Linked DNA regions of Sus scrofa: region 1 is linked to region 2. Evidence: chromatin contacts called from public HiChIP or PLAC-seq data. All regions are on one chromosome and are shown on one strand. The core of a region is the stretch at or near the end of the contact, and the rest is flanking DNA. Distances in the headings are between cores, read along the strand shown. Region 1 has its middle 58 kb from the start of RNF217. Region 2 overlaps TPD52L1 (tumor protein D53).

The links. HiChIP or PLAC-seq counts read pairs in DNA pulled down with a chosen protein or histone mark.
Region 1: an H3K27ac HiChIP or PLAC-seq map of alveolar macrophages shows a contact between it and region 2. The contact joins two enhancer-like sites. A contact is called at or near these places in 1 of 47 Hi-C or Micro-C datasets (mesenchymal stem cells) and 1 of 2 datasets of contacts at active chromatin or transcription factors (alveolar macrophages).

What each region holds. Positions count from the first base shown.
Region 1 is chr1:37,967,130-37,972,555 of Sscrofa11.1, forward strand. No RefSeq gene overlaps it. Among named protein-coding and RNA genes, the nearest start is that of RNF217, 58 kb to the left of the region's middle. Within about 2 kb of position 2,477, at least 24 of the 83 cell types and tissues checked have an H3K27ac peak or open chromatin away from gene starts, as enhancers often do. A contact at or near this core is called in alveolar macrophages, where this site is marked.
Region 2 is chr1:37,668,127-37,673,312 of Sscrofa11.1, forward strand. TPD52L1 (tumor protein D53) reads right to left here. Exons shown (of 8, transcript XM_021088718.1): 6 at 5,086-5,146; 7 at 3,311-3,392; 8 at 1-34. The coding sequence ends at 3,348. Among named protein-coding and RNA genes, the nearest start is that of HDDC2, 30 kb to the left of the region's middle. Within about 2 kb of position 3,160, at least 6 of the 83 cell types and tissues checked have an H3K27ac peak or open chromatin away from gene starts, as enhancers often do. A contact at or near this core is called in alveolar macrophages, where this site is marked.

The DNA of each region.
Region 1 (5,426 bases), core at 1,227-3,726, 300 kb after region 2:
GGTCTAATCGGAGCTGTAGCCACCAGCCTACGCCAGAGCCACAGCAACGCGGGATCCGAGCCGCATCTGCGACCTACACCACAGCTCACGTCAACGCCGGATCCTTAACCCACTGAGCCATGGCAGGGACCGAACCCGCAACCTCATGGTTCCTAGTCGGATTCGTTAACCACTGCGCCACGACGGGAACTCCTAGTGTAGGATAGTTTTAAATTTTCTTTACAACAGAACTCTCTTGCTCTCTCTTGCTGTCTTTGATTGTGAATTGATGTCTCAGTCCATTCAGCTGTTATAACTAAACACCACAGACTAGGTGGTTTATAAACAACAGAAATTTATTTCTTACTGCTTTGGAGGCTGAGAAGCCTAGGATTAAGGTGCCAACATGGTTGTGTTCTGGTGAGGGATCACTTCCTGCCTCAAAGCTGGTAACTTTTCGCTGCATCTTGACATAGTACAAGGACTAGGGATCTCTCTGGAGCCTCTTTTATAAGGGCACTAATCACATTCATGAGAGCTTCATCTCCTAGTCCCCACCTAATTTGGGGGGATTAGAATTGTAACATATGAATTTAAGAGAACACAAACATTCAGACCATAGCACTTAAGCATCAGAGAAGGTTGTCTCTTACACTGGTGTTCCTCCGGATATTGTAGAGACAGTTACTCATCTGTCTTCCCCTGATTTAAAAGAAAAAAGAAAAGCAAAAGATGTAAGCAGGCTGACATGACTTGATGCTGTGAGATTTATTCTTGGTTTTACTTGCAAAATGAGAATTGTATATTTGGTGTTTATACACGTTTGCTGGAGACAAAATGTTTCATCTGTTATAATACATGGTGCCATGTAGTTATAGGGAACTAAATTCTTCTAAAGCTCTTTAGAACAGCTTTTCCCAGGGGGTGTTTCATTTAACAGATCTCTCTCTCATATCTATCTATCTAGCAATTGATCGATCGATTGATCGATCTATCTACAGCATTTTATACATTTACACACACACACACACACGCACACACATATATGAGAGTGAGAATATTTGCCTACTGAAGCGGTGAACAACTCAGCAATTGTAAGGATATTTGAGTTAGAGAAATACCAAGAACACTTCAAGTAGGCAGGGATGGCTGAGCTCTTCAGGCCACTGCTTAAAGGATTTAAATGACACTGATGTGGAAGTATTAAATGTTTTAAGTTAGAGTAAAAAGTGAGAATGAGAGAGTGAATCATCTGCATAAGAAGGCAAATGATCTATCTAGTTCCATGAATTTTATTTATTTCTGTTTTGGTGTGGAAAAACATTTTGGCACATTTTGCTTAAACTAAATGCCCACGTCTGTGTTAACTGAAGACTTCCTACTTTCACAATGAATAAAAGCAAGGTGGGAATGAGAATGGAGAGAAAGTGTTTTTAACAATAAATTACCCTGGGCTTGATATAAAGCCTAAATCTTTTAAGGAGTGAAATTTATTTTAAGCAATGATAAGATGGAAATACCAGTGTATTACAATGGAAGTAGGGTGTTTGCCCAAAAGAACAGTATGAAACAAAATGCCATGAAACAAAAGCAACCAAGTTAAGAACCAAATTATAGAATAATGCTTGTCTCTCTTACAAAATTTTTTCTGATCCAATTTCATATGACAATATGTATTTTCTATTTTTGGCTGTTTGGGGAGAAGGGGTCTGGTCTTTTTTCTTCCTTGAAAGAACCTGACAGGAAATGATTCTTGCCACTAACTTGCCACTAAGTCGAAGGAGGCGTATTTACATAGTTCCTCGTGATGCGACCAGGAAATCCTGTTGTAGAAAAGAGTTGCAGAAAAAGGAAGAAAAAAAAAATGTAGCCTGCTTATGTTTTCTTAAACTTCCCCTGCACTGCCCCCGCCCCCAGAGCCATTTAAAATAAAGTCTCACTTAAAAAAAACCCCATAGATGTCAGCATCAAAGATCATACTTCTGGGTCGTCTGCTTGTCTCTTGTTGATGAAAACCTAAGGTAAAGACTTCAGGTGCATCTTCCCTCATTCCTAGGTCTGTCCTGTCTCCTCAGAGACAGTTGAATCACCATGTGCAGGAGAAGACATTCCAGCTTTGCAGGTTTCTAATCTCCTGTTTGACATGCCATCAGGTCTCCCGCTGACGTCTGTGAGCTGTGCCTCAAAGACAGAAAGGATCGGGCTCTGTGATCTCTCTTCTGAATGACAGCGACGCTGCCTGCCAGGAGGGGGCTGTCACTTCAGATTCCACAGCAACTTGAGCAGCTGCAGCTGCTGCCTGAGGGAAAACCAGATGCACCAATATTTTGAATGTGCTGTCAGGTTTGCTAGGAATGTACAGACTTGTTGCAGTTGTTTTGCAGGATTCTGGTATTTGAAATCTGTCACAAAGCCAATTCCAATTGAGGTAATAATATGATAACTCTGAGACTAGGCGCCATGTACTAAATTTTACTTGAGGGTTCACACGTTCTTACCGACAAGTTCTACGAACCCCATGTTATAAATAGGGAAAGTCCCCAGCACGTCTCAGGACACATCGTAAATCAGTTCTATAATTGGTAATGTGGTGTCATATCTATTCTCCAGGAACTTTCAACCATTCTTGTACTATGTATAATGTATTCTTTTATCCTGGAAAGGATGGGGGCCGTTTATTTCCACCTGGGAGTGAAGAATTATCAAGTTAAAATCAAGGGCTCTAAACAAATTTTATTTGGAATGAAGCATTATTATTGTAATTCAGAGACAGAATTTATATTTTATATATTCGTGTGTGATCATTATTGGATATTCAAATGGCACTCTTTCTCAAATTCCCATTCTTTGTCAAGAAGGCAGACTTTGTACTCTTCTGATCAGATTTTCTCTTTCTATAGCCGTTTTCCCCAATTTGCTCTTTTTGTCACTTTAGAAAGTGTGAGCATGCCAATTTAAGATTATCTCACAGAGTTCACAGTTTTAAAAGCCGTATTTCTTCCTTGATCTTCCTTGACTATCTTGATTCTCAACCTAAAATGAAAATTTGATCCTTTTGGAACTTAATTGAATGCTTTGATCATTAGGGATTTTCACTAGGCAAAAAGCACAAGCAGGAGAGGCTAACATCTTAATGTGATGAACTTCCACTGCAGAAGATTATACCTCTGAGGAAGAAGACATGCCCTATTGCACAAGCAGGGCTGTGGTTTGCCTTGTTTATTCTGTGTCTCTGGCATATAGAACAGTGCTTGGCATAAAGTAATGATGATATACTGTTTATTGAAGGAAAGCATGAATGAATGAATAAGCAATTGAATAAATCAAAGACTCTCAGGAGGAGCCTTTGATGTTGTTATGGGGAGAAAAAAGGAAGAAGACTGCAAAAACTCTTCTAACATTTCTTCTCCTTGCCTTTAATAACATAAATGTATATTGGATGCAGTAGAGGGGCTAAGAGAAGGTCTCTGCCCTCAAGCCATCTTCATAGCAGCTACTGATTCCAGTGGCAGCTTTCAGGTCCTCAGTCCTTCTAATGTCCAAGATATACACTGTAACCAAGTAAATGTTCCTGTATGCTGTTCCCAAGATTTAGAAAACAGGAACTTTGTGGTTTGCATCATCATTTTTTTGAGGCTTCCTTCAGCTCTAATTCCTTCCACATATTTAGTGTTCTATTAGTATTATTGTTGAACTGAACTTTTAAATTTCAAAAGCATATCTTAAAGACAGTTTCATATTTCCAGATAATAAATAGCTTTTTCATTACTTTTTGCTAAATAGAGATGCTTAGAGCATTCCAAAAAGTTTCTTAATCACTGAACTTCTTTGGCATGGACATTCATCATGTTCCCCCCACTTGCATACTTACTTTGTCTCTCTACATACTTGCCTTGTGTCTTTTTCTGACTTTCAGTTTTCTCCTGTATAAATTGTGGATAATATTTACCTTTTGAAGAGTTAATAATATTCAAGACACCCCATATAAAAACACTGAAAATTTCTGCATATTTTAAGTATTCTTCTCAAAATTGCCAATTAGCAGCATCAGATAGGATTATTAATATGGTCCTTAGGTGACACAGACATTAGCAATGAATAATACCTTGACTATATTCTCAAGTAGCCACAGATCCAGCAGTTAAGTAAATGAATCATAATGCAACTGGATGATAATAAGTGAAAAAAGTACTTAGGAACATGGTGATTAACTTCATCATGGATACACCGGGAAGATTTTATATAGAGAATGGAATTTTGATTTCAGTCTTGATGAATGACTGTAAGTGTACCAAGCCAAGAGAATTAAGAGGGTCATTTTAGGCTGTAGATGTTCATAAAATAGAAGTTCAGAGGGACCAGAACCTTCAGTGCGGGTTCAGCCAGAGTGGAGGTGGGAGGGAGGTGGTGAAGAAGTAGGGAAAGTTTGTTGAGACAGATGTGAAGGAACTTGTAAGGGAAGCCAAGGAATTCGATTTAATTTTTTGTAATTAAATCGATGTTTTGGAAAATTAACTCAGAAGTAGTGTGAATGATAGCATAGTTAAAAAAGGTTAAAAGGATAGAGTCTAGAGCTAGACGGCTTGAGTTAAAATCTTGCCTCTGCTGTTTACTAGTTTATGACATTAGGGAAAGTCACTGCAACTCGATGCCTCAGCTTTCCTGGATGTAAAATGGGGATAGTGGAAATATATACTTCATAAGTGATTGGGAGGTCCAAGGGAGTTAACCTATGATTAGAATAGGGCCTGGCACAGAATAAATGTTGTAATCAAGTGCTGGTTAAGTACCATTATAGTACTATTTTAAGTACTATAAAATAGAAAGTGTGTATTATGGAGGCAAAATCCAGATGGGAGGTAGCTGAGGATCAGGTCCTAGATTTAGACAATCATTTCTGTGGATTGCCTAATGCAGAAGGAAATTTTCTCTAATCCAAAATAAAGAGAAATCCAAATAAAACAACAACGTTTCTTGAAACATAGGTGAGCTTGGAACCATCAGCGATTGGGAACAAATACACAAAGTCACAATGTAGTATGTAAACCAGATCTAGGTCCTATCGCTGGGGACTGGGCCCAGCAAAAGGTGAAGAAGCCAGGCTTCAAGACATATGCACACAGAGAGCTGAAATTAAGCTATCTATGTAAAGCTAGAACCATTGAAGAGTTGCTCAAGCTATGAAAAATGGAACCAGAGAACTGGCCTGAGGGATGTGACAAGAACATTTTTAGTCTATAGAGTTCCATAGATGGAAAAAGTGACATGTGCAGAACAAATAAGGATGTTCCTAATGAATATTACCTACAATGTATGGAGGTTTTAGATCAATAAAGTGAACGTAAAAGTGTTCATGAACAACCCCCCCATGTGCTATATAAGAAACACAGTTCAGATTCAATTCTGTAAGTAGTTTGAGAATAAAAATATAGAAATATACCATGCCA
Region 2 (5,186 bases), core at 1,910-4,409:
TGCCTCCACCGTGATTCGTTCCGCCTACTTTCGTCTGCAATGGGCAGAGACGCAAATAGGCAGTTAGCTCGTTACTTCTGTAATCTCTTTATAAGATGAATTACTTTCAAATTCAGAAACTCTTTTTTGAGAGGGGAGGCAAAAGGGAAGTAAAGGTTGTGAAGTTAGTTTCCTTTGGCAGAGGGCTAGGATGTCATTCATATTTGGGTTCTGGGATTGGATTCGAAACTTAAATTTTGTACCACTTCAGCAACGCTCGCTTTATGTCTTCTACATCTAGCATTCTCAGTCCATTCAGGCGCATGTCCAAATCTATGGCTCTGCACCGTCTACTCAGTCACCCAGAGAACCGAATGAATGCAAATGGAACTGGATATTAAACTCCCCCAATTTTACAAATACGTGGATGCCTTCAAGTGACTTCAGCATTAGCAAGGCAATCCGGATTTCTGACAAATGTTTCCTGAAAGGCAGAGTGGCTCAACAGAACATGATTTCTGGTCTCCACTTTGAAAGTTGGAAACCAATCACGGCTTCAGCACTGGACGCCTCACGTCTTTCCAGGCAGTTGTCTTTACTGGAGGAATATCCCTTAAAATGCAAAATTATGAAGCTGTGTGAGGCTCCCTTTTTGCGTTCCTGTTATTGGCTAATAAGAATATGATCAAGAAAAAAATAATTAAGAAATATGATTTACTATTTTGAAAAAATTCCTTACTAAAAAGTCTTTCAAAAGAATATTTAATGGTCCAAAATGCTAAGTGCAAGTCTGACTAATGGTCACATCGGCCTTCCTTCAACAATTAACAAAAGGGAAAAACATTCTGAAGAAAAGAAAGGCAGAGAATAGATAATGTTGCTATTCCCCAAATGCTGTCTACATCTCACTGTCACTTATCATCACACACAAGGAACATAAGCCACACTGGAGAATGTATGTTTATTGCCTGACTTGCCCTTTTAAAACCTTAAGCAGGGTTTAAAAGCAGTTCAGTCATCGCAAATCACAAACACACCTTTCTCACACTGTCACTAAAATCTTTCTCTGCCTCTGTAAATTCAGTTACTAAGTTGAATTTTTCCACTCTGCTTGGGATTGGAAAACTCATTCTGGAAAGTGACAGATTATAAATATTTTAGTCTCTGTCACAAATACCCAAATCAGCCATTGTATAAAGCAGCCAAGACAACACATAAGTGAATGAGCATGGCTGTGTTCCATAAAGGCTGTATATCTGGACACTGAGATGTTAATTTCATTTAGTTCAATTTTCACATCACAAAATATTATTTTTCCTTTGATTTTTTTCCCACTATCAAAAAAAAAGTGAAAACCACTATTAATGTATAGACTCTTTAAAAATAGGCAACCAGCTGGATTTGGCCCATAAGCCTTAGTTTGCAGAGCTTAGGCACAGAGCATGGATTCCTCCTCTACTCTGTGTTATCTCAGCACTGGGAAGAAGCATGCTTGGTTTCGCTATGCTTATTTCTTTTCTGAGAGAGAATGTTAATTCAATGTAATTGACTATTAATAGTCACATCTTCTTTATTTGCATTCTCTTTTGTGATAAAGGTCACACACAGTGTTGAATCAGGCAAATACCAATTATAGATGTTTTTTTCTGGGCTTTGTTTTATTCTTCTCTTCTATTTCTTGATTTCTTAAGTCAAAATAGAACAAGTAAAGATGAAGGAAACCACAAAGAAATTTGACAGAGAAAGGAGTAGACTAAAGGGGTTTCCTAACCATGTGGGTTTCATGACTGGATTCTACAATACTTTAGCCAAGGACCTGCTTGAGCAAAGATGTGAACAATAAGCCTGTCCTGGATCTGTCCCTTGAAAATGTTTTTTCATCCTAGAATTTGTCACTTTGTCCCCAACATTATAATTGTTCTTGGCAAACAAGTTTTATTTGGATTATTAAATTGGGCTTCCTAATCTCTCAGAATAAAATATCTGATTGAAAGGACACAAAGAAACAATATGTATAACATCTTGCTTTTTTTTAAGGTTTTAATTCAAGCCACACAATATACTCATCAAAAAGTAGGTGCACTGTGTTGTTCCAGTTGTGGCTCAGCGGTTAGCGAACCCAACTGGCATCCATGAGGATGCAGGTTCAATCCCTGGCCTTGTTCAGTGGGTTAAGGATTTGGCGTTGCAGTGACTTGTGGTTTAGGTTGCAGATACAGCTTGGATCCCAAATTGCTGTGCCTGTGGCATAGCCCGGCAGCTGTAGTTCTGATTTGACCCCTAGCCTGGGAACCTCCATATGCCACAGGTGCGGCCCTAAAAGGTAAAAAGACAAAAAAAAAAAAAAAAAAAAAAGGTAGGTGCATTGAAACCATGTCCTGTTTGATATGGGTGCAGAATGACTGGAAGGGAGGTAGTTGCCCGTGATTCATTGGAACATGGCAGAACATTCCAAATATGCTTTCACGGGAGTGAGCTAATTCTGGGTCTGTTTCCTATTTGCTTGTTTTAGATGAAATAGAAATTGTGCTCATTGAGTGTACAGGTGACATCAGTCAAGATGTAGGCAGAAAGGCGTTACATTTTATATGATTATGATGAATTGGCAAGTTTTCCACAGAAAATCAATCTACACAATTGGGTATAAGAACCATCCACTGGGTGAAAATGCCAGATGGGGGGACAGATTGTGTGAGAAGGTGGCAGGAAAGGACCTCACTGCACAGAACATTATTTCTAATAGAACACAAATATGAACACGACTCCCTTAAAGCGGTGTTTGAAAAATCAGGCTCAAAGCAGTATGTGGGAGCAGAAATACAGCACACAGACCTGCAAGGAATTTCACTCATCCTTACTGATTCATGAGTCATTCCTTCAGCAGGAAACAGCCTCGGGATCCATAGTTGAAGAAAGTTAGAGAAGTTTTGGAGAAGATTGAGAACACAAAAGTAAATTATGAAGAAAATAAACTCTACAAAGAAAGGTTAAGCATCTATTGTTTAGTCTGAAGTAAAAAAAGGAATAAGATATTTGTAATTATTAAGTGGGAGATCTAACACAAAGCTTGATTATTCGCTATTCTCCATTGCCTGTGTGGGCAGAATAAGAGAAGCTAGGCATTGACCGTGACCCAGGAAGTGGGTGGAATGTGAGTCTTGTGAGACACATGGACAGTTGTGCAATAGAGAATCTGCTTTCAGGAAGTCTCGACACAGGCTGGTATCTGGTTGGCTGAGTTAGTTTTGTAAGTGTCTAAAGGAGGAGGCAGGCTCTCTACCTTCCAACCAGATGAGGTAAGAAAAGTGAGAAGCTGAGAGTGTGAGCTTACCAGAATTTCCTAAAAGCAAATGAAAATAGGTTGTCCTTTATTCTTCTTTTGCTTCTTCATATCTCCTTCTTCTAAAGAAAACCTAAAAAGTACAACTTCTCCTACATCAGAACTTGTCTAACAAACAATAGAATCCAACCTCCTTGGACCGTCTAAGGCTCAGAACCAAACACTGAGAGATTAGCTCCTAGAGTTTTTTTGAATCTTTTGTTTTGAAATTAGATCATGTGGCAAGAGAAATGTCTGTGATACTGCATGTCCTTCCCTATAAAAAGTTTTCCCTACAAATAGGGGCAATGTAATGCCTCCTCCTGGTCCTTATCCACTAAATAAATGATGATGTTGACAAACAGAGTAGTAAAAATACACAACTAGAAATTGCCAGTAAATAAGACCCACAAAGGTGTGGTGACTGCTGAGTAATATTTTCATTCTTGGGCCTTAAACACCTAATTAGATGCCTGGAAAAGAGAAGATTATGTGAAAACCCTCCTCTAAGGGGAAAGACCCTCTGGGCCAAAAATCAATAAGAGCATCTATCTAAGACCTCGAGTAAGGAATAACTTACTCCTCACAGACTCTTATCAGGCAGCACATGTGAGGGTGGTATGATGCAGAAGCAGCTGGGTAACCAGCACATGCCCATATCTGCTTCTGATCTGGTTAAAGATCATACAGTCCTAATTTTCCCACTAATAGGGTAATACAGAAATGGATTGTAGGAGTTCTTGTAGTGGCTCAGTGGTTAATGAATCCAACTAGGAGCCATGAAGTTGCGGGTTCGATCCCTGGACTTGCTCAGTGGCTTAAGGATCTGGTGTTGCCGTGAGCTGTGGTGTAGGTCGCAGACGTGGCTCAGATCCTGCATTGCTGTGGCTCTGGTGTAGGCGGGTGGCTACAGCTCTGATTAGACCCCCTAGCATGAAAACCTCATATGCCATGGAAGCAACCCTAGAAAAGGCAAAAAGACCAAAAAAAAAAAAAAAAAGGATTGTATGCAAAATAGTGATAATGATAGCAAGATATAAAGTTCAGGTGATATCTTAAAAAAATCTTGTACTATCAATGATATGCCCTGTTTTAAAAGTTCTATATATTTTAAGACTACACTGATTATATTTTTTCTCCTTTTCCCTCTGTACATTAACTGATCTATGTTGAAACAATAAATTCAATGAATTTTTTGGCACCTACTGTAGAACAGGCATACTTTCAGTTTATACTAAGGGAACAAACACGCTGATAGAAAATAAAGCATTTTGTAACTCAGCTTTATTTTCCCTCCATGAAAACTGGGTTGTGTTCAGTATGTGAATGGAATAAACAAGTCTAGGTGGTTGACGGGTGGAGGATGGCAGGATGGAGCCAAGTTCTTTTTTACTGGTCCAGGTCCACAGCAGAGGAGCTCTGAGCTATTGCTAAACTTTCACTTACACTCCAAATGCAGAGTTCACATGTCCTTCGTCCTATTCATAATTATCTATCACATATCTGCATTGAGTTCTAACCATTGAGGAGATGAACACAAACCCCAATTCATTTAATGAATAATTCACTTCTGAATGGTTTATGTGAACAACTCTGTAAGGATATAGTAATACCATTCAATACTGGTTTTATTTATAGATTTATATGTGAAGAAAAGTGACTCTGTGCAAGGCTGCCTTCTTGGCTGCACCGAACGCTGGTAGCCCCACCTTTGGAACCAGCAGCAGCAATGACTAAGCTGTCCTGAGTCAATGATCCCAATGACACACAATTCACTTCGTCTGTACCTTAAGGCTTGTGACAGTTGTTTCAACCCTCTCCTCAAATGATTTGAAAGTAGGAGAATTCCTAAAATAACAAGAAAAAGAGAGGTCAGCTCCAAAGACCT